Linked DNA regions of Mus musculus: region 2 is linked to region 1. Evidence: chromatin contacts called from public HiChIP or PLAC-seq data. All regions are on one chromosome and are shown on one strand. Each heading gives the region's core, a stretch centred on a gene start, on an enhancer-like site or on the middle of the called end of the contact. The rest is flanking DNA. Distances are from core to core; before and after follow the strand shown.

Region 1 (2,642 bases), core at 52-2,551:
TGTTGCCATTTCTCTAATCTGCCCACACTTGAAAGTGATTCATAAAACTCCCTAAATGTCAGGCTAAGTAACGTGACCTTTATCCCAGGGGCTGTGGAAGCCCTTGAGAAGGTTTTGAACAGAAATGAGAAGGTAGACTCTAGAAACATGGCTGATGAGAGGTTGACAGTCTAGAGATTGACACTGTGGGCTCGGAAGCCAGCTGGATCTTGTTTTAGCTGTAATCATTATTTCTTGTTTGACCTTGAGCAAATTATCTCAACTCCATAAGCCTCTGCTTCCACACCTGTGAAGCACGGTAATAAGAGTAACAGCCTCCCGATGTCATAAAGATGGAACAGGTAACCCATTCAGAGAACACCCGCACATGGCGAGTCAAAATGGCTGGTAGGATTAGGAATTCCACTCACTTGGGCCTGCTTCTCTGTGTAAGATCTGGCTGGCCATCACACTCAAAAAGAAAGAAAGAAAGAAAGAAAGAAAGAAAGAAAGAAAGAAAGAAAGAAAGAAAGAAAGAAAGAAAGAAAGAAAGGTCTTCAAACAGCAGCAGAAGCCACCTTAAAAGCCAGATTTGAAGATGCAGAGATGGATTCCTTGGCTTTGAAATCTCTTCCTCTACTACTGATGTGGGCATGGTGCATAATGGCTCAAAGACTCTTGAGAGCATGTGAGAACACGTCTAGGGGGTGTAAACCACTATGAGTGGTATTTGCTGTCAAGATTTAAATCTAGGTCTACTCCTCTCTGGTGTGCCAAGCTCTCTCTGTTCTAATACAGGTCCAAACATAAGCTAGAGTCTCCTCTAATGCCTTTCCCTTAATTTCAAGATACTAAGACTTTGTGCTTTGATGTAACAACAGTTGGGGCTGTACATGCTCCTCAACTGGATTTTTAAATCTAAAAAAAAAAAAAAAAAAAAAAAAAAAAGGCAGGTGGTGTTGCATTCTTAGTCACTCAACCTCTAGCTGGTTTTCAAATCGCCTTTTTCCCGGACTTGCAAGATCCAAGTTATGTTCTCAGCTGAAGGAGCACCTGCAGGTGTAGAATTTGTAGCAAGAGAGAGAGAGAGAGAGAGAGAGAGAGAGAGAGAGAGAGAGAGAGAGAGAGACTTTGCCAAAGTGTGTTCACGAGCACCATCTTCTGGCCAAAGTTCGGAACAAAAAGGAAAATGCACAAATAAGCAGGTGCCTAAATGGTCTTGTGCCTTTAATCAGCCGCTTAACTACTTAACCATGAAAACGAGCTTCCTGGGGCTAATGAGAGTTGCCCAATTTGCAGAAACAGGGTGTTTATTTTTGTAGCACAATTTTCCAGCTGCCTGCATCCTGCATGCTTTACGGTGTTAGCATCTGCTTATGCAGCATTGTTCATGGATATGGCTTTGCCTGAAGGCTCCTTCTGGAGACTAGGGGACAGAGCACGTGCTGGGTCTCTAGGGTTGAAAATTGTATTCAGAAACCCAAGCAGGCATCCAGTCTTGACCCAATAGGATCTGTAAGTCGGTTACAAGTTCTTTATATTTCCAACTAGTCAAGAATAGGGTAAGAAAGTAGGCTGAGTTCTGGAGATACTTTGAAATAGCAAGAAAAACCTACATGACCTGTAGCCAAACAGATGTGGTCAGCACATCCGTAGCTAGCTATTATTCAGATATTTTCTCATTTTTCCCCCTTCTTTTAAAAAAAAAAAAAAAGAAGGAAAAACAAAAAACAAAAAAACAAAACCAGGTGCTCTTGCAGCAATGAGTTGTATGTGTTCCTAAGGGGAGGGAAAGAAACACACTCTCTGCAAAATCGCAAACTAAAAATAATTAAGACTTATGGGAAAAATAGGACGGCGGCAGACAACCCCAAATAGATAACCTCCGTGAAAGATGCCAGTGGTTTAAGAAGAATGTCCAGTTCCTAATACACAACACAGCCTGGAGAAAATAGAGGACTCTGCCTTTAAGACAGGAAGAAAGGACAGCTTGATGGATGTCAATGTAAGAGAAACTACGACCTTCTGAGTTACCTGGAGAAGGAAACACGCACCCCCTACCCTACACCACCCCCACCACCCCCACCACCCCCACCCCACCCCCACCACCCCCACCACCCCCCCACCCCGGGCACAGGATCAGTGAGACCTGACTGACAAGTACTCCTAACATGGACTGGAGACTTCCCTGAGGCAAAAGGCCTGGAGTTGCTGGGAGCTGCAGGAAATGCTGTCTCTCTCCCTCCGTGCTGTATCCAGCTGGGTTCCTGCACTTTGCCTGCATCTTCCAAGGCCTGCCAGTGCAAAATGTTGGCAGGCCGGGAGCCTCGCAGATGAACCGCATTTCACTGGCGTTGTTCCATTTATCAAGCACATTTGAGCTAATTTATGTTAAAATCACACACAAACACGCAAGTGTGACAGCAAAACAGACTGAGCGTGGGCTGCTTCCCCAGTACACATCGACATTACCACCACCATTCCCCCTGCTGGCAGGATCAGGTCCAGTCAGCCCTGCTTTATCATGAGAGTCACAGATGTCCGTATCTCCCAGCAGGGCCTTGGGAACCCTATCCTGGCTCCTTGGCTTTGAGCCTTCTTCATGTCTAAAGTGCAGTACTATGGTAAGCAATTGAGGCATTTATGTATTCACAAGGTTATTT
Region 2 (2,642 bases), core at 60-2,559, 430 kb before region 1:
CTGCCTGGGATCTCCCAGGCCTTCCTCTATAGCCAGGAATATTGCTTTAGGCTGAAAGCCAGGGCAGCTTTAAGACTCAGTCTGTGTTCACTGTCCACGAACTATATATTTAGTCTCTCTTACACCTTCCTTTTTTGGGGCAGGACCTGGTCTTATCCAGGCTGGCCTTGTTCACCTGGGTTCAAGTTATCCTCCTGCTTCAACCTCCTGGGTAACTGCTGGGGCATTAGGATCATGAATAGTACCCGCCCACCATAGTTCAGTTTCTGATTGGCACAGCAGGGTCTCATTTCTGTCTCTGCACGGTGTGTTTAAGGATAGCTGGCCCCAGAGCTTCTGGGCCATTCTCCTACCTCCACTTCTGTTCCCACCATAGGCGTGCTGCGGATTCCAGATGTGCATCACATAGGCTGCGGATTCCAGATGTGCATTACATAGGCTGGGGATTCCAGATGTGCATTACTACAGCTGGCTTTTTATATGGGTTCCAGAGATTGACCTCTGAGGTTCAGATTAGTTCTTCAGGCTTGTAAAGCTAGAGATTTTTACCTGTGGAACCATCTTCCTGGTCCCAAGAGCCTGTATTTTAAGGAACCCTAGACCTTGAGATGGAAAGAAGCTTTGTGGCGAGTGAGGGGCAGCAGCAATCGGCCTCCTGTAGGTTTGTTTGATTGGGGCATTAGGTAGGAGCTGCAGTGTGGTTGGCAGATAAGGAAATGGAGGCAGTGAGTGTGGGGTGGGCTGTTTGAGGAAGTTCTTTGGCACAAAGCTGGGTGACAGATGTTTTGCTTTAAGAACAGTGAGAGCAAGTCGGTGCTCAGTGGTCAGTCCAAGTAGGTAGCAATGCAAACCTAGAATTAGTTGTTAAATTGGGATGATTGGCTAGAAGAGAGAAGTCTATAGTTTGGCTGTATAGGGTGGAGCAGGCCTGGAATTCATGCACTAAGGAGGCTGGGGCAGAAGAATCGTGATATCACAAGTGATATCAGGGCCACCGTGGTTTACATAGCAGGGCCCTGGGGTGGGGGTGGGGGTGGGGTGAGGGCAGATTCTCTATGGCTGAGAATGGTTGTTCAGTGCTTCTCCAAGCTGCTTAAGCCCGTTTTAAGACTTCTTAGTCCCCAGTGTGTGGACTGACATATTTTTGCTAAGTGCAAGGAAAAGAAAATGAACTAGGAACGTAATTATTCTATTGGCTATCACTGCAGCGTCAAGTTACTATAAAGGTCTCTCTGTGGATATGACTGAAGGGCAGGTCCTGCTTCAGGCAGACCGGGCGTCCCGCACAATCAGCAGGAAGTCAAGTGTTTCCTGGTGAGCCTTCTGGCGACCGAGCTAGACTGGTTATTCCGGGTTAGGATCACTCATGAGGATGTGTAGGTCAGAGGACAGCTTGCTTCTGTGCATTGGTCCTCTCCTGCCGTATGGATCCTGGGGACCGAAGTCAGGTCGTCAGGCTTGGCAGCGAGTGCCCTTTACCCACAGAGCCATCTCACCAGCCCCCACTCTTCTCTTAATACTTACAAATTACTCTTGGTAAAGGAAAATTGTCTAAGCATGAAATGACTTAAAACATGAGCCTGTTACTAATCAGTATGCCGGAGCGGGGGTATTTTGAGCTCCGTGAGATGTTAATGAATGCCATCTTATGTGAAGACACCATGCATGTTAAGTGAAAACAGCCCGAGATAGCATTGCGCTCTGATGATAACTGTTAAAAATTATGTATGCAAATTTTATTTGTCGAGACATTTTCAGTTACAGATGACCAAAATGCAGCTCTCGTCAGATTCAGTACAAAGGTGTGCACTACAAAGCAGTGAGGGGCAGGTGGAGTAGAGCTGGCTGCTGGGAGACCCACTCTCTGCGTGAGAACTTGGTAAACTGTGAAGGCGAGGGGTAAGGCTCGGAGGTCAGTCCTGACACCAGAACAGCAGGACCCACCTGGGCCGGCTGTCACAGCTGCTCAGGTGCCAACCCAGATTCCCTGGGCCCCACCATTACTGTCCTTGCCCTTCTGTCCCTGGATACATGCATTGGATACATACATCGCCTCTGAGCCCATGGGGGTTCGAAAGCAGGCACCGTCATTTAAATGTGACATTTTAATATGGATGTTTTGCTTTCATTTTTCCACAGGATCTAAATCGGAGAATTAGCCCCGTGCTAATTAACATGTAGCTGCTATTTATAATTCGTTACTGCATTTCAATCATTTTTCAAAGGGAATTTATGTTCATTCTGTCTACTTTGGGCAATATGAACAAGAAGAATGGGGATATTGAAATCGACCTTGCCAAGTAGCAACATGGTGGAAATGGCTGGCTTCCTTGATTCGGAGTTTTAAGTAGGAATTAAACATTTATGGTTTAGTCTTGTTTGGATAATAGTATGCATTTTTTTAGGGTATAAATATTTTACTTCTTCATAGATAATTCCATGTAACAGAATTTTCTAAAGCCAGGCTTTGAAAACTTCAGGTCAGACTGTCAAAAATGTAGCTCTTAGAGTTTTCTGACTTCAACAACCTTTGCTGGCTTGGGACAGTTTCTCTAGTTCTGAGAATATAGCTTCCACCATGCATGATCCAAAATTTTGTTTTTAACTTGTTATTGTCTAAAACATGGAGGCTTAATGAAAAC

The links. HiChIP or PLAC-seq counts read pairs in DNA pulled down with a chosen protein or histone mark.
Region 2: an H3K27ac HiChIP or PLAC-seq map of SST interneurons shows a contact between it and region 1, with 6 times the contacts expected there. The contact joins two enhancer-like sites. A contact is called at or near these places in 2 of 484 Hi-C or Micro-C datasets (cortical neurons and embryonic stem cells) and 4 of 115 datasets of contacts at active chromatin or transcription factors (SST interneurons, T-cell acute lymphoblastic leukemia, cardiomyocytes and 1 more).

Annotation. Positions count from the first base shown.
Region 1 is chr7:113,607,845-113,610,486 of GRCm38.p6, reverse strand. No RefSeq gene overlaps it. Among named protein-coding and RNA genes, the nearest start is that of Far1os, 44 kb to the right of the region's middle. Within about 2 kb of position 1,301, at least 30 of the 459 cell types and tissues checked have an H3K27ac peak or open chromatin away from gene starts, as enhancers often do. A contact at or near this core is called in SST interneurons, where this site is marked.
Region 2 is chr7:114,042,443-114,045,084 of GRCm38.p6, reverse strand. It overlaps Spon1 (spondin 1, (f-spondin) extracellular matrix protein), which reads right to left. Exons shown (of 16, transcript NM_145584.2): 16 at 1,710-2,642. Among named protein-coding and RNA genes, the nearest start is that of Gm51454, 7.2 kb to the right of the region's middle. Within about 2 kb of position 1,309, at least 32 of the 459 cell types and tissues checked have an H3K27ac peak or open chromatin away from gene starts, as enhancers often do. A contact at or near this core is called in SST interneurons, where this site is marked.